Regions from separate parts of the Sus scrofa genome. Here region 1 is linked to region 2. Evidence: chromatin contacts called from public HiChIP or PLAC-seq data. All regions are on one chromosome and are shown on one strand. The core of a region is the stretch at or near the end of the contact, and the rest is flanking DNA. Distances in the headings are between cores, read along the strand shown.

What was found. HiChIP or PLAC-seq counts read pairs in DNA pulled down with a chosen protein or histone mark.
Region 1: an H3K27ac HiChIP or PLAC-seq map of skeletal muscle shows a contact between it and region 2, with 5 times the contacts expected there. The contact joins two enhancer-like sites. A contact is called at or near these places in 1 of 5 promoter capture datasets (liver), 10 of 47 Hi-C or Micro-C datasets (alveolar macrophages, brain, embryonic fibroblasts and 5 more) and 1 of 2 datasets of contacts at active chromatin or transcription factors (skeletal muscle).

Annotation. Positions count from the first base shown.
Region 1 is chr11:46,453,322-46,458,073 of Sscrofa11.1, reverse strand. It overlaps a transcript of KLF12 not described here. Among named protein-coding and RNA genes, the nearest start is that of KLF12, 150 kb to the right of the region's middle. Within about 2 kb of position 2,648, at least 19 of the 83 cell types and tissues checked have an H3K27ac peak or open chromatin away from gene starts, as enhancers often do. A contact at or near this core is called in skeletal muscle, where this site is marked.
Region 2 is chr11:46,145,224-46,150,319 of Sscrofa11.1, reverse strand. All of the region lies in intron 3 of KLF12 (Kruppel like factor 12), which reads left to right. Among named protein-coding and RNA genes, the nearest start is that of KLF12, 160 kb to the left of the region's middle. Within about 2 kb of position 1,684, at least 7 of the 83 cell types and tissues checked have an H3K27ac peak or open chromatin away from gene starts, as enhancers often do. A contact at or near this core is called in skeletal muscle, where this site is marked.

The sequences.
Region 1 (4,752 bases), core at 1,399-3,898, 310 kb before region 2:
GCAGCTTCCCAACCCCCTTCACCCTGCGCTTCGAGTTTTGCATACTTTAATAGTAATAGCCTTAATTCAGCTGATAAAAGCTGACTGTTGAGTTAAAGAGTATTAGTACAACGGAATGTGTAATCTGGATAAACAGTTTGTGTGGTTAATATTGTCAGTTCTCTAATTTAACTGTACAGATGGTTTAAGTATGGTGCTCTATGGATTGTTTTAAGCCATTCCACCGGCTAATAGAATCCTCAGCCGATCCCTCGGATATTTTATTGTAAATCATCTTTAATATTCTCAGTTGCCCTGTAACACCAGGGAGAGGAGCAGCTCTATTTACATTTAGTGCCTGAGCATCTAGTGGCTTCGGTAGACATCTGCCAATCAAATGCACGTCATTCTCCAAATCCACCTAGACGCCTCCATGCCCTTTTCTTACTGGAGGATAGAGTTGTTAGATAAGTACATGCTTTGAAATCAATTTTGGTGCCTTTTGACGGACAGCAGCCTGTGATGGGAATGGGGCTGTTACTTTTAAGCGGGGGGGGGGTGGGGGGGGTGGTGGTATTCCAGCTCCTAGGACATGCTCTTTGCAATTGGTATTTAGTAAGAACGGTGACCCCTCACCTAAAAAAAAAAAAAAAAACCCAAAAAAACCGACAACAAAAAAACTGGTTGTGCTATATGCAGACCTCATTCACACGTTGTTTACATTTTTTAAAACCACATAGAAATTGGTTATGCTAAAGGGGTATCTTTTTAGGGTAGAAAATGTTTAACTTTAGAAGCTCAGTGGAAATAGGATGTTGAAGGACAAACATTTGGTTGCATAAGTTATATCTTTATGGCTGCAGCCTGGTCAGTCTGGAGACTGGCTTGGGCATGTTAAGCTCCTTTGAGTTGGGGGGAGCACATTTTTGAGCAGACCAGAACTGGCAGACATTTGTAATGTATTTAGGAAAGAGGGTTTATTATTTTACCCTCTAATTCATAGCTATTGTGAAACATGCTAGCAGAAGTTGGGATATTTTTGCATGAAATTCTAATAATTTATGAACTCACACTGTCCTATAGCTGTATGAAAGCAACTAAACATCCTTGAGGGCCTTCTGTTTATTTTTGAAGGGTTTCAGTTATTTGTCTGTTAATTTGTCATGCCAGTTTAAAAGAAACTTCTGTCAGCTAAACTTTATTTTGGAATGCCTTGAATTACTATTGACTGAATGAAAATTGTTGTGCTCATAGGCCCTTAATATTTTTTTGTTTTTTTGTTTTTTCCCCTCCGGAAAGTTCCTTTTCCACAACTCAATGTCATTGGGGAGAAAATTGGTCCTGGTATAGCATTTGAAACCTTGACCTTAGCAACTCTTGGCCTGGGCTTGTTTACTACAGCTGCAGCCTATGTGTGTACAGAAAGGGAGGAACTGCAAACGGTGTGCACACTCTCTCCCCAGGCCAAGGGAAAAACAGATCGGGATGCTTGATCTGTTCATTCTGAAGAGCACCCATCAGGCATGTAATAGCGTTAGCGTTCTGGTCGTTTAAAAAAAAAATATATGTTCCTCGGGGATTACTTCCCAGCCTTCTGTGCAAGGTAAACACACATGCACTTCAGCAGACTTAGAGTGAGTTTTAGATGTTATAGCACGAAGCCGGCTGTTAGCAACTTAGTGAAATAATTTGGTCTTAAATATAGGTGTGTTTTCTCTCCGAGCAAAGATGACATAAGTGCTTAGGCCTCTAGGCCTTTATGACGGCATTTTGAACCAAGCCAGTGTGGGTTCATCTAGAGTGTTGAGTAACTTGACCAGTGAGGTGATGCTGTCAACTAGTTGAATATAGAAACGTCTTGGATGTTTTCACCACGATACAGAATGGAAAGTGTGGCATTTCATGTTTCTATGAATTAACATGAGACGAATCACTTTAAATCGGGGAGGGGGGGCGTCCAATGGTTTGTTATCTATATTGTGAGAGTGACAAACCCTTTAGTGTCAACGTCACCAAACGAGCTGTAGATGATTTGTGTATTAATACAACGTAGTTTGTATTCTGCAGAACTAGAAACGGCACAAACTCATTTGAAAAAGTTATGCCTTTTTTGACTAAATAAATTTCCTTATGCTTCCATGTTGATTCATGAACAAGAGCTAAAAATCCCCAAAGAGTTTTATTCTGAATCGACAGCACGGTTATGTTTTCCTTGTAGAAAACAACTTTCATTTTTGTAAACAATTCCTAAAATAGATTGCAGTCGCTTACCTTTATCATTTCCATTTGGAAAATACCATATGGTCCCAGAGTGGAAATAATCTGTATTTTTGCCCAGTGTTCATTTTCCATTTAAAATTCATGTGTATTTATTTTTTCAGAGTCCAAATTGTGTACGCCTTTCAGTCTTAAGTATGTGCACAATGTAAGGGTGAAAGTATTGCAATTAAATCACTGGCAACACCCAATAACCACAGCCTTAACTCATCCACCACAACTAGGGCTCTCAGAATCAAAATCTAAGTAAACAGATGGGCCTTGCCCTGTGCCCAGAAGGGCAGCAGCCTTAGGCTTTGTGAGACCTGCTTTGTGAGTGATTCTAGATCCCAGGCCCTTCTGGAGAACTGTGTGACTTCAACTGGCCAGAATTCATTGTCAGGGCGGGCCTACGGCAGCCACACCCCATCTGATGTCAGCTTTTGAGTTCTTGCGGTAGGGAACACATGCTGTGGATTAAATGGTTACTTTCTTTATATATTCTCAGTAATTATGTTACAAAAGGATTTTTCGGTTTTGGGTGTTTATTGTCATAAAAGTGGCTACTTGAGTAGTCCTGTTGCTCCATAAAAATTTGTTTTGGTCTGGCAGCAGATTACAGGATAGTTGCTCAAAGAATTCTGCTCTGGGATGGTCTTTCTTCCTGTCTTTTTTTTTTTTTTTTTTCATCTCAAAGTTAACTTTTATTTTGTTGCTGAATTTGATGGTAATAGTTTTGAATATTTATTACAGGCGTAATAATTGGACGGGTCCAAACAGTGTTGCTTTTTAGTGACAGATGCAGCAGCGGAAAGCCCTTGCTGCTGTGTTGCTATGTGGAAGATGAGGGGAAAAAAATTGCAGAGCTTTGGGATAGATTTCCCACCCCCATCAGAGGCACTAGAAGCTGCCGCTATTACAGCTTTGCTGGCCTCCACATCCAGGGATTGTGTTTCCTGTGCTTCATTCACCATGCTTAACGGTGTATATGGCTTTTCGCAATGATTGCTGGCGTGATATATCTGTATATACTACATATATAAATATATTCTCTATTTTAGATGTGTGTATATGCATAGTATTTATATTTATTATATTACATAATATTTTGTATTTATGAATGTGAGTTTTTGTATTCTCTAGTTATATTGGTATACACCCCATACCTACACCGTTCACATGATGACCATGAATTATGGTAAAGAGCCCCCTACCCACTTGAATAAAAAGGAGGAAAACAGGCAAAGTTTGTTTGTTTTGTTTTTTTTTTTTCAAGTTCTTTATTTAGTAGTAGTGTTCCCACTTTAGTTTCACAAGCAAACTTCTAACAAAACCTGAAATCAACCGTTCCCCAAAGAAAACAAACCCACAGACCTAAATGAGAACCAAGGTAAATGATTGTAAAAAAATGGCATAAATATCTGTAAAGAAAACCTTCATTCATTTCGTAATCGGGTATCTGCTAAGATTGTACATCCTGGAATCAGCACTGATTTAAGTGGCAGAGATAGCGCCGTTTGAGTCAGGCTCTCTTGCTTACTAACTCTGGATGACCTTGGTTCAATTTCTTAACTCCTCTATGTCTGTAAAATGGGAAAAATAATATGCAGTTTCCAGGGTTGTGGTGAGGGTACGATGAAATAACATAGGTAAAAATCACTTTGTGAGACTCTACAGTGCCGGTGTGGCAATTGATTTGGCAGGAAAACCAAGCCCCATCCCCCACCCCCTGCCCTAAAAGGGATGAACTTTCCAGCCTCTCAAAGTGAGCATATAAATTACACTTATGGAGAAGGAATTTCCGAGTGTGGGTAGAAAACTTCTGGCAGTCAAAGGTCATGAATTCCATTCCTGTCTCACTAGAGATTTGCTCTATGACCTTGAGAAAGTCACTCTTAAAAAAAGTCTCTCTGTAGCTGGTATAAAAGCTACTGACATTAACATTTATATAATGCAGGTGAAGTATCTGAGCTTTTCCACAGAAAACGACATGAAAATACAGTTTCCAAGATCATTTACAGAAAATAGAAAATAAAGATCAACAAGGATTATTTAGAGATTATAAACCTCCAGGCTACTTCTTCAGTGAGTCAACTGAAACTTCTATCAAGTGGTCATTAAAAATGCCCTTAAATTTTTTTTTATGGAATCATTAAATTTGTGCTGTTGTACTATAATTTAGAACAGTCTATTGAACTGCAAATCCCTGGTTAAGCCAAGATTTTGTTGATTAAGCTATGCCTGATTTATGGCTTGGTCTCTTGGTTAGACTGAAACGTGGTTGCAACACAACACTGCACAATTAAGAGAGGTTGATGATGGAGATCTTAAATGGGTATTTGCAAATTTATTGCACATGTTTTATTTATATGCACACATTTTCTGCCACGTACATTTTTTTAAAACACATTTTTGAGAAAATTACCAACACTAATAATTGACATAATTTCTCCCCAGCTACGTTTTCTCCGGTTAAGAAACAAACATTTTTTTTTTCCACACACTGCTTCCATACTC
Region 2 (5,096 bases), core at 435-2,934:
CAAGAGGACAGAGTAGCCGTAGCCCTGGAAGTGACAGTGCTGCGAGATTAGAAGGCTAGTGGATGGGCTACTAACCTCTGAGACATGTTATTTATAAGCCAGACCCTAGAGGGATTGTTTGACCTTGTAAAGAAATGTCAGTTCAGCCTGGGGAAGTTTTTGGTAGATTTCCCAGGAGATTGTCATTAGTGTTCATAGATGCTTAGCAGCAAAAGCATAGAAGGTCGTAAGGACTCACAGGCAAAGCTGCTCTTGGTTTGGTCCTGCCTTGATGGAAAAGTAGGTGTATTTAGAACTCTCTTTTCCTCCCTTCCTTCATCTACTATTAAGGTAAAAGAAAAGAGTCTTAGACAGAATGCAAGTGAAGAAAATGTTGCAAGAAGGGAGTCGTCAGTTACAGCCAAGGCTGCTAAGGGATCAGATAACCTAAGGACTGAGAGTTAAGGATTTGAGGAGGCTGGAGTTTACTGGTGACACTGTGTCAGTGGCGCAGTGGGGAGAAAGGACTGACCGAGGTGAGTTCATGTTCAGATGGGAGTGAGGCAAGGGGAGACTGAAAGTCTCAACAGCTCTTAGGACTAGTTTCATTGCAAGAGTTAGGGAGAAATGGAATGGTAGCTGAAGAGGCATTTAAGCTCTCAAGGGAGGGATTTTAAAAGAGAGAGACAGCATAGCCTATTTGTATTCTGTCAAGAAGGATCAAGAAGACAGTTGAAAATGGGTAATTGTAGAGAGGGAAGAGTTACAGGAGCAAAGTTCTTAATTGCACATCCTCTGCTTATATTATTTTGTGGAAGTAACCTGCATCTTGCTGTAATTAACCTGAATTCTAAAGTCAATTTATTAGATTGACATGAGTTTTAGGAAAAAGGATACATAATGGAAAAGGAAAGAAAATGCCAAAAGCAATAGATACAGATCTAGGATTGACAACGAAAGGCAAACAAAGGTTCAGTAAAATTTGGGTTCCATTGAGAATTTTAAAAATGATACCAGCGTTAATACGAATCTGAGATCAAACATCGCTCCTTCATCACAGACTAGAATGTACAGAATAGGTCAAAACAAGAGATAAGCCCCAAATACTTTGTATTTGTTGTTGTTGTATTTCTTTTTTCTTTTTTCTTTTTTTTGACTGCATCCTTGGCATGTGGAAGTTCCTGGCTACTGATCCTTAACCCATTGTGCCACAAGGGAACTCCATGTATTTATTGTTTGAAGACATTCTTTTACATTTGAGCATTGATAAATATTGCATTTTAGAAATGCAGAATACTTGAAGGGCAAGGCCATAACCACTCTGTGAAAATCTAACCATAGAGCTTAAAAAAAGAGAGGGACTTGTTTCCTGCTTCCTATACCTGAGCTTGTCCTTTCTCCATGTAGTAGAGGAACAGGTAATAGCACCTCAAGGCCCAGGAATGAGCCTTGGGCAGGGTGTGGTGACTGGTGGCTTTGAAACAGTCAGAACTAAAGAGCCAGCTGCGTATTTCACTGTTGCCCAATTTTCTTCCCTGACTTCTATCCTGTCCTTCTTTACTACTTTATGTAATAAAGGTCTCTTGGTTTGTTTTCTCCCCCTTTCCCTGTTTTTGTTTCTTGCTGGGTACCCGCCCCCCCCTCCCCGATGTCTGTGACTGTAATAAAAGCAACTGCCCAGCAGGAAAAGCTCAGCTTGTTTCCTGTGCTGCCAATTTTCTTTCCTGGAAATGCAATCGCCGTAGTCCAGTCTACTAGAATTTTACAAAACATATTTATTGCATCAAGAGTTTTTATTATAATGGAGACCTGAAAAATAACTTACTCTGGGTCATAAATGCATTATTCCTGACTTAAATCATTTTGTATGAATAGATCCTTGAGTTTCAAGTACCTTTCCTCCCCAGTGTTTGACTAGGTCATGTTACTGCTGTTAAGAAAGCAACATCCTCGTTTGGGCGTGTAATTTCTTTGGTCATCTCCTTTAAAAGTGTTGTTTGTCTATTATTTTTAGATGAAGCATCTTCCCAAGCCATGCCTTATTTTCCAGCACTCATTCAGGAATTTCAGAGGGCCGTGGCTGTGGGCAGTGCTGAAATGCTCACACCCCATTTCTTCCTACGGGCTGTTGCTTTTCTCAGCAGCCCACAGGAAGAAGCCACGGTGTATTTTTAGTCCTAGGCCATTTATATTTGGAAAAGGAAATACAGGCATCGCAGTGATTGCCGCCGAGCTGGTTAGAGGTTCTGACCATCGCTTCTGACCATTGAAGGCAGATGGAGCTTTGCTCCCTTGAAACTCCTCTTTGTTTCACCACGTCTCTCCTGCTATCAGCTTTCCTGCTCGTTGATGTGTGCGATGTCTTATTTCAGGTCCTGGTGCATTTTGTCACAGACTCGCTTCTTCTGTCCACCTTATGCATAACTGTCCTCTTTTAGTTTGCCATTCGGTGGAATCCTGGTGTCATCTGCCATATGACCAGAATAGTCTAGAACAGTCCCAGGCAGCTCATGTATACAGTTGTCTTGGCTTCTTGAGTGACCGAACTACCACAGCCTCCTTTGGTATAGATTCCTCTTTTAAATCTGAATTTGATTTTTATCAGCAAACCCTCTAGGTCCTTAATCTTTTCTTTTTAATGAGGTTTTACTGTTGCTTATTGGGAAGCAGGACCGGGCAGACTGTTGCTGACTTTTGGCGTATTATTCTTGAATTTGAACTTTGATAGGACTTGAGGGTTTTGCTGCTGTTCTTGTAAAACAAAGACAAGAACTGGTTGCGTAGTGAGAAAGAGCCAATATTTCTGGAAACCTGATTTTTAAACAGGAGTTTGGGCATGACACATGTTTTTCTAAATGCGTATTTTTACTCTTAACTTTGCTTATGGTATCTTTTGGGCATATAAACGTTTTACATTTTTAGGTGATCAAACATGTCTATCTTTTTTACTTCCAGGCTTCTGGTTTTAGTGTGAGACGTGTCCTCTGTCCCCTAGATTTCCACGTAGTCACCAAAATGTTCTTCTGAGATTTATTGGGTACATGTACGTTTTTAATACACTTGGAATTTACCTTTGGATTTGTTGTGAAATTAGGATACAAGTTCCTTTTATTCTAAATGAATAGCCAGTTATGCCAGCACTAGTTATTACATAAACCATTCATTCCCACAGAATTGAAATACTCCCTTTAGCACATATTAAATTATGATATATACTGAGAAAAAATAAATAAGAGTTCCGAATATTTTATACAGATATTTAGTCATTTGTTGTTTGTTTTTAGCAGATTTTCAGTAAGGAGTAGAAACTTACCTGTATTTTTTCGCTTCTGGACATGCACAGAAAGTTGAATGGATTCCATCAAAAAATGGCTTCTTAGACTCTTGTTTATCTGAAATACCTGTAGTCAGTCAATTCCTCTGTTTCCTCTGGTACAGACTGAGCTTGTTCTAAAATGTGATAACAGTAACTGGCTCAAGAGAGGAGAAGGAAATTATTTGTATCATTAAGAGAATTCTTAGAAAAAGAGAAAACTCTAAGTTCCTTGTAAACTGTAAAATGTCAAGGAGTGAGTTTGGCTTCTCCGTCCTCCACGCAGTTAAGTAGTAAATAAAAGTACAAGAGGGGGAAGTTCCCGTTGTGGTGCAGCGGAAACGAATCCAGCTAGGAACCATGAGGTTGTGGGTTTGATCCCTGACCTCCCTCAGTGGGTTAAGGATTCGGCATTGCCATGAGCGGTGGTGTAGGTCACAGACATGGCTTGGATCTGGCATGGTTGTGGCTGTGGTGTAGGCTAGCAGGTGTAGCTCCAATTAGACCCCTAGCCTGGGAACCTCCATATGCCACCCATGCAGCCCTAAAAAGACCAAAAAAAAAAAAAAAAAAAGTACAAAAGGGAAAAAGAAGAGAAAACGTATAGACAGCAGAGGGGATCCACAGTAAGAGAGAGATGATGCTTCATTCAGAGGTAGACGTTAGGTAGTAAAGGTACAGAAATCCAGCCAGTAGATAAAACAGATTGAGCAAGAGGTTAGCCTAATGGACTTTGTGTCCATGCTTTTATAAAGTGATACCTAGCACACCATTTTAATTTGCGAGGTCAAATTCCTCCTCAAGTAAAGTGGTCTCATTTGTATTTAAATAGAGATGTGCTTAAATGTGATATATTACTAGGATAGAATTTAGTCGAATGTAGTTGCTGCATTTGTTTTCACCACACCTGAGAAGTTTTCTCCCATAATATGTAGCACGTTCTACATTGACATATTGGATTTTGAAATTGAGTGTATTTCCTTTCCTCTGTGGTTTTCTTTTTTTTCCTCTCTGGAAGTAATGTTCTACTTAAATGTAAAACTTCTAATTTCACATAGTACAGGTGCTGTTATGCTACAAGGAAATTCTTACTTTACATATTAGATTGCAGGTATTTATAGGATTATCTTGATGATGTTTGAACGTATATACTCATTGCAAGAAACCTTTGGGTTTTGGATGGGTATATAGATAGGGAGATATCTATCTAGATCTAAATCAAGGCCTATAGAGAGATTTTTTTGCAAATGGGCCTTTTATCCAAGGGCTCTTAAGATCTGGAAATAACAAACGAAAGAAGGAAGACTATGAGATCCAAGAGGGAAACTTGGTCTTAGAATCTTTGCCAGCACTGTTTTAAATTGGCTTTTTAATTATTTACAACTCTCTGGCTGTGGTTTCTGTTCCCTGTTTTTTCTTACTCCCTTAATAATAATTCTTTTTGTATTCCAAGCTGTGTTACCATTTTCTCAGCCCTTTCTTTCTGCTTGGGTTCCATTGTTAAGGGAGACTTTGATGAACTGCTCTTCCACTTTGTGTTCTTTAGAGAAGAACACATTGATATTTGTCTTTCTATCTAATAAATAAAAGAAGAGCTACCAGTTTACAGAGTAAGAATCACATGCTTGATCTTTCCTCCAGCCACCTTTATGTGGGGGGAATGCTACTTTGATCATTGGCTGATTGTATGTATTTTTCATGACCAGGTGAATTCATCTTCTTTTTTTTTTTTTTTCCTTTCATTACTTCATTCATTCCACAATTTTTAATAGATCATTTGTATAGCCAGGACTGTCGCTATAAT